2 separate regions of the Gossypium hirsutum genome follow, and region 1 is linked to region 2. The links are chromatin contacts, called in public Hi-C maps. All regions are on one chromosome and are shown on one strand. Each heading gives the region's core, a stretch centred on a gene start, on an enhancer-like site or on the middle of the called end of the contact. The rest is flanking DNA. Distances are from core to core; before and after follow the strand shown.

The links. A called contact is a pair of places that touch in the nucleus more often than the background predicts.
Region 1: a contact with region 2 is called in a Hi-C map of petal, with 2.0 times the contacts expected there. The contact joins the promoter of LOC107955263 here to the enhancer-like site in region 2. A contact is called at or near these places in 8 of 34 Hi-C or Micro-C datasets (fibers, hypocotyl, leaf and 2 more).

Annotation. Positions count from the first base shown.
Region 1 is chrA07:31,716,925-31,723,727 of Gossypium_hirsutum_v2.1, forward strand. LOC107955263 (RING-H2 finger protein ATL67) reads left to right here and starts at 4,809. Exons shown (of 1, transcript XM_016891006.2): 1 at 4,809-5,761. The coding sequence starts at 4,927. The coding sequence ends at 5,469.
Region 2 is chrA07:31,673,987-31,680,801 of Gossypium_hirsutum_v2.1, forward strand. No RefSeq gene overlaps it. Among protein-coding and RNA genes, the nearest start is that of LOC107955261, 21 kb to the left of the region's middle. Within about 2 kb of position 5,040, at least 2 of the 9 cell types and tissues checked have an H3K27ac peak or open chromatin away from gene starts, as enhancers often do. A contact at or near this core is called in fibers, where this site is marked.

The DNA of each region.
Region 1 (6,803 bases), core at 3,559-6,058, 43 kb after region 2:
TATTTAAATATTTAAATTGATTAAAAATTTTAATTTAATAATTTAAATAGTACCATAATTTATTTAATTGAATTAAATATTAATATTAAATTAATTTAATAGAATAGACTTTAGTTTTGAAAATTTAATTAATGAAGAATATAAAAGTTGAATTAATGCATAAAACTATTAAAATAATATACAAATTATATATATATATATAACACAATAGCTATTTGATGTTTCAATATAAGGAAGTATTCCTATGTAACATATTTAGGAAGCTGCCGTCTGTCAGTAGAGATGTTGATATTTCGATTAAATCCAACTAATTCAATTAATCGATCAGTTAATTTATTTAATTCGGTCGAAAGTCGGTTAATTCGGTTTGAAATTGGATAATTAACTGAACTTTTAAAAAACTAATATTACATATTACCAATTCAGTTAATTTTGGTTAATTTAGTTAAATGAACATTAACAATTTTTTTTGATATGTTTTATACTTATTTTAACAAAAAATAAAAATATAAAAATTTCGGTTAATTTGTTTTGAAAAATTTCCGGTTAACAGTTAAGGGTTTAAAAAGTTTAGTTAATTCAGGTAATATTAGTTTGGTTAAATTAATTGATCGGTTAACCGGTTGAACAACTCTATTTATCAATAAAAAATTGACATATGTAATTATTAATTAATTAAAAAATTAAAATAATTTAATAAATATGATTGTATAACATTCAGATAATATAATAAAGTATCAATATAAATAATTTGATGAATCAAAGCAAGTAATAGGGTTCATTCAAAGTAAATAATTTATTACCTTAAATTTAAACATATAATTTACAATATTATTACCATATATAAAGATATGAAAATACTAAAATGAAATCAATTTAAACATGGAAAAATAAAAATCTCACACAATTTATGGAATTCGAAATTTAATTGAATATTTGCTACTTCCTTTATCTTATTTAAACCTAAGCATGGAATTGCCATTAGTATAAATAAGCTTTACACGATGCTTTTCAGGGTTAATTATTCAAAAATATTGATTCTTAATCATAATTATCAGATTCTTTCGATTTTTGTAAAATTTATTGGATTAGACAGATTTTGAAGAGAGAAAGGAAAAATGCGTCCAACTGAATGTGTTTTCAGTGGATATGACAGGAAAATGCTTCTAACTAAATGTGTTTTCAACTTTGGCCAAATAGTTAAATGTTAGTGCTTTTATCCTTGTGTCTCAGGTTCATTTTGTCTACTACTCACATTTATATTTTTTATTTCATGTTCCTTCAAGCTTTTTAAATTTTTAATTAATTTTTAACATATTAGTTCTTTTGTTAGATGGTTAGATAGTTGCAATTACATCCTTGAGTCTCGAGTTGGATTCCTCTCCTAGATGGTTAGATAATTGCAATTATATCCTTAAGTTTGAAGTTCCATTATTTTTATAAGCATATTAATGTATTTTTTTATTTCATATTGTTTCAAAATTTTTTATTTTTAAATATTTTTTTATTTTTAATTAATATTTTTTTTATTTTTAACTCTTTTATTTATAAAATCAAATTACTATTGCAAATATCATTAATTGAAAGAAAAATAATAATATGCTTATAAAAATAATTAAAAATAAAAAATACATTAATTAAAAATAAAAATATTAATTAAAAATAAAAAAACTTGAAACAATATGAAATGAAAAATACATTAATATGCTTATAAAAATAATGGAACATCATACTCAAGAATGTAATCGCAATTATCTAACCATCTAACGAAAGGAGCTAATATGTTAAAAATATTAATTAATAATAATTATAAGCTTGAAGCAACATAAAATAAAAAATACGAATGTGAGTAGTAGAGGAATCAAACTCGAGACTCAACGATGTAATTACAATTATCTAGCCATCTAACGAAAGGACTAATATGTTAAAAGAACATTAATTAAAATTTTAAAAAACTTGAAGCAACATGAAATAAAAAAATACAAATATGAGTAAGAGAGAAATCGAACTCGAGACTCAATGATGTAATTGGAACTATCTAATCATCTAACAAAAGAACTAATATGTTAAAAAAAATTAATTAAAAATTTAAAAAGCTTGAAGTGACATGAAATAAAAAAAATATAAATATGAGTAAGAGAGAAATTAAAGTCGAGACTCAAGAATAAAAGCACTAAGATTTAACCATCTGGCCAAAACTAAAAGCACATCCAATTGGAAGAATATTTTTGTCATATCTACTAAAAACACGTCCAGTGGAATGGTTTTTTATCTTTTATCTCTCTAAAATCAACCTAATCCAATAAATTTAACAAAAATTGACTTAATCCAATAATTATAATTAAAAAAGATAATTTAGCATGGTGAATCAAGAAAAGTAGAAATGAGCAACCAAAATTATTTTAAACAATATTTTATTAGACCAAACATACATTTATTGTATGTGTTAATTTTCAATAAAATGAAAGATTTTTAATTTCGACTCAAACATAAATAAAAAAAATAATATTATAAATAAATTACATTTAAAATATTAAAATATACTTGATTGCATATTACTATGAAGAATATAAAAGAGTAGATGATGTGGTCCAGTTGGACATCACGTGTCTTTTATTGTCATAGTTTTCCCCCTTATTAGTGAAGTGCATTAAAAAGATATTTATTCCACAAATGTGTTGTTTACCAAACGATTCCAATTATATATTTATTCTTTTTTATTTCTATAATTAAAAATTTATTTTAATAATTATTCCATTTTTACACTTTATCTCAAAATCTCAATCTAAGAAACTAGTCTATTTATTCAAAACAGTTTAAAAAGATATTTTAAGTTTGTCAAAATATGTTTCTATATATAAAGTAAATTAAATTAAAAAGGTATCTAATCTAATTTCTAAAACATTAATTTAAAACTAAAAGAATAACAATTTGAATGAAACTCTTATTATTATTATTATGATTCTAAAACAAAAAACAAGTATCTCAATTACATAGTTTACACCCATCCTTCTCTATTACTACTTACAAAATCATCACTATCAACCACATTCATCCACTACTCTACAACCACATCTCGCCGGATTTTTATGTTTGAATAAAATTTTGGTGAGAAAAATCTCAAACACACAAATAGAATATGAAAGAAACACGATCAATAATTCAAAAAAAAGAAAAAGAAATAGGTATCTATTTATAATAGAAGATTTTTTTAGAATTTTTGGTATATTTTTCAAATAAAATTTTACTCCTATTTATATAAATTTTCATGTCTCTTCATAAAGAAATATTACAATAGGTGTCTTTTTTGAATAATCACATATATAAGAGACATAATTATTCATCTAATATCACTTGATTAAACATAACTATTCAAATAATATTGTTTGAATAGTTATAACTTTTTTGTCAAAAATCAAGTGATATAACTCTTTACCAATAAACAAAAGATATAACTTTTTATTAATTACATGTCACACCTGATATTCATTAAGGTTTGAAAAATTAATGAAGGTTTGGGAGTAAATTGAAAGAGAGAGTGTAACACCCTTAACCCGTCTCCACTACCGGATTAGGGTTACGTAGCATTACCGAACAATTAGAAACATTTAACACCACAATATTTAAGTAAATTAAACATATCATAATCCATTCAATCACATGCATTCCGACCCTAAATCAAGCCCTCGAGGCCCTAAAAATAACTTTGAGACACTTCGAGACTAATCTGAAATAAATAAGAAGCTTTAAGAAAAAGATGTAAAAATTAAAAAACAGGGGTCACACGGCCGAGTACAACACCTCAAGCCATGTAACTTTCAAACAAGGGACACACGGTCGTGCCCCAACCCGTGTCCTCACCCGTGCAACTCACTGAGATGCCCCACACAACCATGTGTCAGGCCGTTTAACTCACTGACTTGAACACTAAGAAACTCCTAGATGACACACAACCATGTGACAACCCATGTCCTTAGCCGTGTGAGCCCAAAATTTACCTAAAATCAAGCCATTTCAAAACCAATTCCTACCTAGCCATTCATACCATTTGGGCACACCTTCAAGGGGTTCAAATATCATCCAAACAAACTTAAACATGCCATTTCAAACAACCTAAATCACCTAACCAATATGTCATTCAAAGGCACCACAATTGTACCAAAACTTCAACTATCAAAACATACCAATATGTTCAATTATGTGCCAACTATGCCATAAATGACCATTTCCAAACTATCATCAACATACCAAGAGTATCTTATTTGCAAGCATTTTAAAGTACCAAAATGACATAACTTACTGAAGTGTTAAGGTTCACCAAACCAAATACAAACTTCAAAACATATATATACAAAAACACCAATAACATATTCACAAGATACTCCTACAAAACATCCTATACAACTATCTATAATCAAAAGATCTTAATCAACTAATACCCCCTAGGTACATGCCAAAAACACAGAAGAGAACATCACTGACATTGAGTATGAGATTCTTGTAGGATGCTGAATCTACATATACTATTTACCTAACTTGAAAATATGAAAACGTAAATTTACCATTTACTATAATTTTACTTAAAAATTTAAACCATATAAAAAATTAATTTAATAAATAACGTAATTCATAACTATAAAAATTGTTGTTATAAAAATTTAAAATAAAATATAAAAAATCGAATCTTCTATTATTATAACGAGTAAAACTTCAAAATGATTAAAGAAAATGGCTAATATACGTTAGTTGGTAATTTAAAATTGAACTTATTTGAACCCTCTGTGTGATTTAGAACGCAGAAATAAATGTTGGAAAGTGAGTAAATAAATGCTGTAGCTGGAGCATTAAATCTCCCCCACCTTCTTTTCCGGTTTCTTTTTCTTTCTCTTTCCTTAATCAAATGGATTCTCTTATTCCTCTCCTCAAATGTCCACCCATTCCCATTCTTCCCCTCTCTATTTCACCAACTTAGGCCTCGGCTACTCCATCGCCATTGCCCTTGGTTTCCTTGTCCTCCTCTCCATCGTCCTCCTCGCTTCCTACATCTGCTGCCGTCCTTCTTCCTCTTTTTCTCCCAACCCTACCCCCGCCTCCGATGGAATCATCCTTCCCCGGGTTGTTTTCGTTGCCGAAGATGAGGACGATGAGAACGTCGTCGTTGGGCTCGATCAAGCCGTTATAAACTCATACCCCAAGTTCCAGTTCACTAAAGAGGCGGCTGCTGTGGGTTCTACTAACGTTAACACGACGTGTTCGATTTGTTTATGCGAGTATAGGGATTTGGAGATGTTGAAGATGATGCCTGAGTGTAGGCATTATTTCCATGTTTCTTGTCTGGATGCTTGGTTGAAACTTAATGGGTCTTGTCCCATTTGTCGGAACTCGCCGCTTCCAACTCCGCTTTCTACGCCTTTGTCGGAAATCGTGCCTTTGTCTCAGCACGCTGCGGACCGGAGGAGGATGAGGTGACTTTTTTTGTTTTTTAAATAAATCTCAGTTTCGATGGAGGTTGGTCAATGGGTTGTGATTTTGATTGTTTAGGGGAGAAGAGGCTCAGTTCTGAGCATGAAATCAATTAGAAAGCCATGGAATTCATTTCTCCTCACTTATTTTTGAAATTTGTACCAAATTTTGTAAACACTAACTTAAAATTTTTTTTCATGGGAACGGTATCTTGTTTCAGTCTTTTCAAATGTTATGGTCCTATTAGTTTTTTATACTGTACATAAAACTGCCAACGAAGGAAGTGCAGTTTACTTTACTATTGGGTTGTGAAGTGCCGAGCCAATTTTGTTAATGGTGATGATTGGAAAGTAGTGCCTGCCTGCCGTTACCCGTTACTGAGTCCATGTTGACGCTTCGCAATGTTCGATGGAATGCATCCGGAATTTCGGATGCAAGAAGTTAACAACTTCACTTCTCCGCCAAACAATGGCATTGTCTCTCAAATTGCATTTTAGTCTCCATAATGAAAGACTAAAAAAAAAAAAAAGCCCCAACTATTTTATAGATTAGATGAAAGAACAAAATATTTCGTTTGTTGAAATTGTGCAATTAAATATTTATTTATATATAAGGTATAAAAATTTTAATTTCTGACTTTTAAATCTTCATTCAATTTGGCATCTATTGTTTTTATTTGGAGTCAATTGGCAGTCAAATTTTCATAAGGTAAGTTGGGTTAACAAATAATTTAAAATTTATTTAAATTATAAATAAACAGTATAATTGTAAAATTTATAAAAAAAATTCAAAATTAAAAAAATATAAAAATATTAATTATTAAAGGAAAATTTTACTTGTATCAGTGTAAAACTCAACGATCCAATCGTCAATTTTATATTCTTTTTATATAGATAATGTGTGTCAAATTTAATAAAAATTAAAAATTTCTAACTATTTTTTTATTTTAAAAAAATTCTAACCATTTAATAAATATTTATATATAATTTTAGATCGATATGATAGAGATATCATATTGATTCAAAATTTTATGTACTTGACAAGTATAATTATATCGGTAAATTTAAAAATTAGATCATTAAAATATTAAAGGTACAAAGAAGTACGCAAGGTTGTAAGTAGATCCTTCATCAAAATATTGTAAACACTTTCAAATTTTCAATAAAATTTTTACACATTTAAAAAATGAAAAAGAATTTAATTTTTTTAAAAATTAAATTTTAAAAATTTCCAAATAATTTTGAAAAAAAATTGAAAATTCTTTAAAATTCAAAACAAAAATAACAAAACCTTTAAAATCAACTTAATTATGAAAATAGTATTAAAATATTAATGACTCT
Region 2 (6,815 bases), core at 3,790-6,289:
ACTCATCAGAACAGAACTCTAAGCCATTGTCTGTGCAAAGGTATTTTATTTGTTTTCTCGTCTATTTTTCAATCATAATTTTCCAAGACTTAAATGCGGAAAACACATCACTTTTCTGCTTCAAGAAGAACGCCCAAACTTTTCTGGAAAAATCATTAATAAATGTTACTTTATAATTAGCTCCACCTCTCGAAGGCACTCTAGATGGCCCCTACAGATCAGAATGAATATACTCCAACGTTCCCTTCGTGTTATGGATTCCTCTGGTGAATCGAACTCTCTTTTGCTTCTAAAAAACACAGTGCTCACAAAAATTCAGTTTGCAAATTCCTTGCCCATTAAGAAGTCCTCTTTTGCTCAATTCTGTCATGCCATTCTCACTCATATGCCCTAGGCGCATATGCCAAAGTTTAGTAATATCATCATCTGACAAGGAAGAGGAAGCGGCAGGTGCATCACCAGTAACAATAGAACCCTGCAAAACATATAACTTGGCAGTCTTTATTTTCCCTTTAATCACAATAAGGGAACCTTTGGAAGTCTTTAAAACCCCACTTTCAACTGTGTATCTGTACCCTTTTGAATCAAGAGTACTCAACAAAATTAAATTTCTTTTCAATTCTGGAACATGTCGTACGTCACTAAGTGTTCTGACAACTCCATCAAACATCTTAATTTTAATTATTCCAACACTTGCGATTTTACACGAAGCATTATTTCCCATCAAAACAACAACTTCAGACACTGTTTCGTAAGTTGTAAACCGATCCCAATTGGGACTCATATGCCCTAGGCGCATATGCCAAATTTTAGTAATATCATCATCTGACAACGAAGAGGAAGCTGCAGGTGCATCACCAGTAACAATAGAACCCTGCAAAACATATAACTTGGCAGTCTTTTTTTTCCTTTTAATCACGACAATGGAACTTTTGGAAATCTTTAAAACCCCACTTTCAGCTGTGTATCTGTACCCTTTTGAATCAAGAGTACTCAACGAAATTAAATTTCTTTTCAATTCTGGAACATGTCGTACGTCACTAAGTGTTCTGACAACTCCATCAAACATCTTAACTTTAATTATTCCAACACTTGCGAAGCATTATTTCCTATCAAAACAACAACTTCAGACACTGTTTCGTAAGTTGTAAACCAATCCCAATTGGGACTCATGTGGAAGGTGCAGCCTGAATCAAGTATCCACTCCTCGCTCACTTTAGAATTGTTGACTGAAACGACTAGAAGTCCACTATCGTTGTAGTCTTCTACAGCATTAGCTTCACTGAAATTTTCTGGTTGTTTTCCCTTTTGATTCGCAGCCTCCCTTTTAATCTTGTTCTGTAACTTATAGCACTTAGATTTAATGTGCCATTTCTTCTTGCAGAAGTTACAAGTTTTGCCTCTGTTTGAAGACTTTGATCTACCTTTAGATTTACCACGAGGGTTCCGTTCCTGTGTCCTACAATTATCATCAGCATTCTGATCTTGTCTCCCACGAACAATGAGACCTTCTCCCTGAGAGTCGGATTTAACCACAAGATGTTTCATCTTATCATACGAGGCCAAAGAATCATAAATCTCATCAACTGTGAGAGACTCGCGACTATATAAAATCATGTCTCTAAAGGTTGAATAAGACGGGGGCAACGAACAAAATAGAATCAACCCTAGATCTTCCTTATCATACTGAACCTCCATGGCTTCCAAGTTTGAGAGAATTTCTTTAAACACTGTTAAGTATTTGTGTACAGACGCACCTTCCTCCAAACGATGAGCATAAAGACGCTGCTTCATATACAACTTGCTTGTTAGAGTTTTCGACATGCATATTTGCTCTAGCCTCTTCCATAATGCAGCCGTAGTCTTTTTTTTCATCACATCCTGCAAAATTTCATTGGACAAATGCTGATGTAATTGTGTTAATGCCTTTCGATCCTTACGCTTCTTCTCTTCATTTGTTAATGTCGAAGGCATCTTATCTTATCCCTAGTAGGGCATCCTCCAGATCCATCTGAGCAAGAACTGCTTGCATCTTTAATCTGCCACAACGCAAATCTGGTGTTGCAATCCAACAGCAGAATTTCATACTTCAAAGATGTCATTACCGTGATCGAGATGAACAACCCAGAAACTCTGATACCAATTTGTGAAAATAAAATAAAATAAAGAACACATAGATTTTTACGTGAAAACCCTTTTGGGAAAAAATCACGGGTAGATGAGAAGAAAATTCACTATGTCGAATTCGAATGATTACAAGAGGAATAGACTATGTCTATTTATAGGCTTGTAAAGCCATATTCTAGTAAGACTGAAACACCTTATTCTAATCAATATAAAATAGATGAAGTTTAATAAGGTTTAAAAAACCTTATTCTAAAATAAAATAAAAGAAGTGTAGTTTTATATGGATTTTATTTTTATTTTATTTTACCACAGTATTTTATTTAAATAAGGATTCGGGTCATTTAATTCTAACACTAATTCTTATTTCAATGAAAAACCAATTCGCTATGAAAATTTTATATTAATGTGAAATTATTAAATGAAAATTTTAAATGTTGTAAATAATATTGAAGTAATCCAATAAATTGTCTTTATTTAGTCGATAAAAAAGGGTGCTTCATGTTTGTAAGACACATGATGAAGATGTGTATTAGTGAATTTGTATTCATTTAATTCAATCACAAACAAAAAAGACCAACCAATCAACTTTTTAGAGATATAGTCAATATTAGAATACCATAAAATAATATTGTAATTAAGAATATAAGACTACTTCATACTGAAATTGAAAGAGTTTGTTCAGCACTGCAGTCTAAAATTCGAATGTCTTTCGCATCGAATAATCAGTTTATATCTCACAGAGGTAGACTATATCTACAAATTTAAATTTGCATAATTGATTTATTCTCTCATAGCAATTACCAAGTAAAACTTATGTTGCAACACAATGAACTTTCAGTCAGCATGTGCACTTACAAATTAAATTAGGTTTTATACACAATTTGCTTGAATTTTTTCTCTATATACATTATATACTTAAAAGAGCTATTCTGCAAGTTCATTTAATATTATTACTTACTGTATTAAGATATTTTTATTTAAAATGATTACATGCAAAAAATTATCTTTATTATAATAATCAAATTAGAAGTCTTGGTTTTTCCATATCAAACAAGAAATCCCTCTGGTGGAAGAAAGAAAATTTGAGTTTGCAAGGAGCCTAATTTGAGACGAGGGTTGCAATCCTTTTGTTGTATGATCTAGGGGAGCTGAAGCCTATAGCTGTATAGATTTCATCGCCAACAAGGTGAATTGTTCTTGTCGTTAATGAAGCCATTGTCTCTTTATCCAACATCGTGCCTACTGAGTTTCATTGACATTGATGTTCCATTTTTATGCCTTTGCTTTTGGTGTAAGGAAATTGTTCGAGCTTTTGCGGTCAATTGCATCTTCGGTCTGGGTAATTTTAAAAAGTTCCATAATAATCATTAATGATATTAAATTATTATATTCTTGGCGAGTATGACATGTTTATTCAAAATTATAGTTAAATTATCATTTTAATATTTTAAACAAAATTTTAACAAAAATTCTAAATAAATAAAAAATCTTAAAAAATAAATAAAAATATTTAAAAAATTATAAAAATAATTATTAAAAACTCTATTTGGGGAAATTTACTACAAAAACTGATAATTAATGTATTTCTGAAATATTAAGAGATCCATAAACCAAAACAAAGAAAAAAAAATTCAAAATAGTATCTAAAGAATATTAAAAACCCTAAAACTTTTTTTCTCCAAGTCGTTTGATTCTTATCTTTTTGTTTTTAGTGTTAGCCTCTGGACTAGTTACTGCCCGCATTTTTCTTCAGCATATTAACCCTCTTTTCTTTCTTCTTCTCATTCACTCCACACTTGTTCTTTCTTTTCAATATGCAGATCTATTTTATATGTATCTTTGTTGTCTTCACAAATTTTGATAGACAGATGACGGTGCCTATCATCATTGAAACACCACCAATCACTGACAATTTCTTTTAGAAAGTGGGTAGCTCTTCATTGACTTCTTAATTTGTTTCTGTTTTGAGAGTTTCAGAATAATAAATGATTTCATGAGTCGGTTTGGACTTATGTTGTCTTAAATTTTATATGTTTTTTTTCCATTGTTTCATAAATTTTCACTTTTAAGAGTTTTTGTCTACTCTTATAGTATGCTTTTTAGTTTGCTTATGTCTGTAGTCTTGTTTTTGCAAGTGATTTTAGGGTTGGTTTTGTTGCCATCCTCTCTAGTTTGGTAAATGTTCGATTCTTTTGCCGATTTATGCTTGCCGCTTTGGACCATTCGGGGTTGATTTATTATTGTATTAAGTACTTGCAATTACTCCTGATATGTTGTGTTTGAGTTGTGACAGAGTCAATTATCAACGTGCTATAATGTACTATTAATTCTAAAGCTGAAATTTTTATTGTGTTGATGGAACTTGTTCTTTAACATGTACAACGGGTGTTTATTATTTTTTTCCTTGAATTATATAATCTCATTCATTAAATTAATTAATAAATTTCCGAAAGAGAAAAAGGTAAAACAAAATTCAACAAAGGGCCCTCCATCCATAGAATTTACAAAAACAACACAACATGTTGACAGCAAAATTATTTAAAAGAAAAAAGTTTAAAACCACAAAAAGAAAACCCAGGAATTTCCTTCACACCCCAATTCTAAATTCTCTAACTAAAAAAAAAATCAAGGAGGTGCAAAATAAAAATAAAACTTTATTATTGATTCTTGGTCAGAGGCTCAGAGCATGCCTGCTCGACCACTAGAATCAAATTAAATATATATTAATCCAAAATAAATAAATAAATAACGACTTGATAATCAGTAATTTTATTTTTATTAATAAGAAACTCAGTTAAGAAAATAAAGGCAGAGGGAAACAAAAAATCAACAAAATTTGAACAAAAGCACGTGAATTCTAAGTAAAAAAAACTACCACAAAAAAATTTTACTTACAAAATTGAAATAAAAGAACATTCATATGGGTTGAAGGTAGCCAACACAGATCAATGAAAAAATTTTGGGAACAGAAAGAGGGTTAACCTACCATCGATATACCCCAAATTCTTGTATTCTTTCTACATTTAAAATTTAGTCCCTCTATTATTTATATTTTAAAATTTAAATTCAATTTTTAATAATTAATAATTAGACTTAAAATTTTAAATTTAAAAGATTAAATTTTAAAAAATAACTGTAAAAAGACTAAATTTTAAATATGGAAAAAGATTTATTAAAATAAAACAAAGTAGGCAAAATCTTTTTTTTTTAACAGAAAAATTACCCTCGATGATTGAAGACGAAAGAGCCAAACAGAGTAAAAGGGAAAGAGTAGCGGCTGCCAGCCGGTCCTACGAATATTAGAGAAGAAGAGTCCAAATGTTTTTGTAGCAAATTTCCCAGAACAGAAATCTTTAATAAATTTTTATAAAATTTCCTTTCAATTTTAATTGTTTTCAAGATTTTTTAAATAATTTTTAGAATTATAGGTAATAAAAATTTTAAAACTATCAAAATGATATATTAATTATTATTCAGAGCCAATTTAATTATTAATTCTTTGAATTAATGTGTCACGTCATTTCTTTGATATTAATTAATAGAATAGTGGTCAAAATAAATTTAATAGTGAAAATCGTGTGATTAAATCATAATTTTAAATAAAATATAGGGATTTTTAATTTACTTTTTTTTTCTCCTAAAGGAAAAGGAAAATGTCCTTTGAATTTCGTTGGCTTGGGCTTTGTTTTTTACGAGATTCAGCCTTCACTTTTCAGAGTTATAAAGCCCACATATGTTTCCGATGCTTAACTAAGACTTGAAATTACAAAAAGCTTTTGGGACCGTACCAGACTCAATCCTTTATCTAAGTTTTAGGGAGTGATTAAATTATTAGTAAATTTATGTTTTTATTACTTAATTTAAAAAAATTATAAAATTATTACTAAATTATTCAAAAGTTTTCATTTAAGTTATTGGGCTGTTAAAATCGTTGTTATATGACATTCTTTGTTTGTATTACTTGCACCAATCGAAAGCTCACCTTCCCTTTTTCTTCTATAATTCAATTTTTTTTTCATGAATAAGTTTTGAACGCCATGAATCTGTAAATTAAAATTTAAATAACTTCTTTCTTCAATCTCCAACACTAGCTGTCAGATCAACTTGTATATAAGATATATTATTCTACTTGTATATAGGTACTGATCTACTGTATTGATCGTTGAATCGTTGCTTATTTATTATTATTTAATTTAAGTTAAAATTAAATAGAAAAATTAATAATTTAATTTAAGCATAATTAAAATAAATTATTAATTTAATAATTTAGAATTTCATTTTTATATTATGATTTCGATTTTATTATTTTCTTTTCATTTATCATTCAAATTCTATTTATTTCATTCAAGTTACATTATAGATTACAGAAGTTTGACTGACCCCCCTCTAATTTTCCTTTTATTATTTTCATTTTGGCAACTTATAATTCTATATTATTGAATGTGTCTCAAAATCTGAAAAATTCGTGGGAGGGGTCATTTTTGGATCCAGAATGGAGACTTCTTTTTAATGGAAAACTTAACAATCATGTGACTTAATAAAAACTTTAAAGCACTTCAATGACTTAAATGAAAACTTTCAAATAGTTTAGTGACCATTTGTAACTTTTTGAAGTTAAGTGACCAAAACGTAAACTTATTAATAGTTTAGTGACATTGAATGTAGTTTACCCATTTTTTTCTATGAAA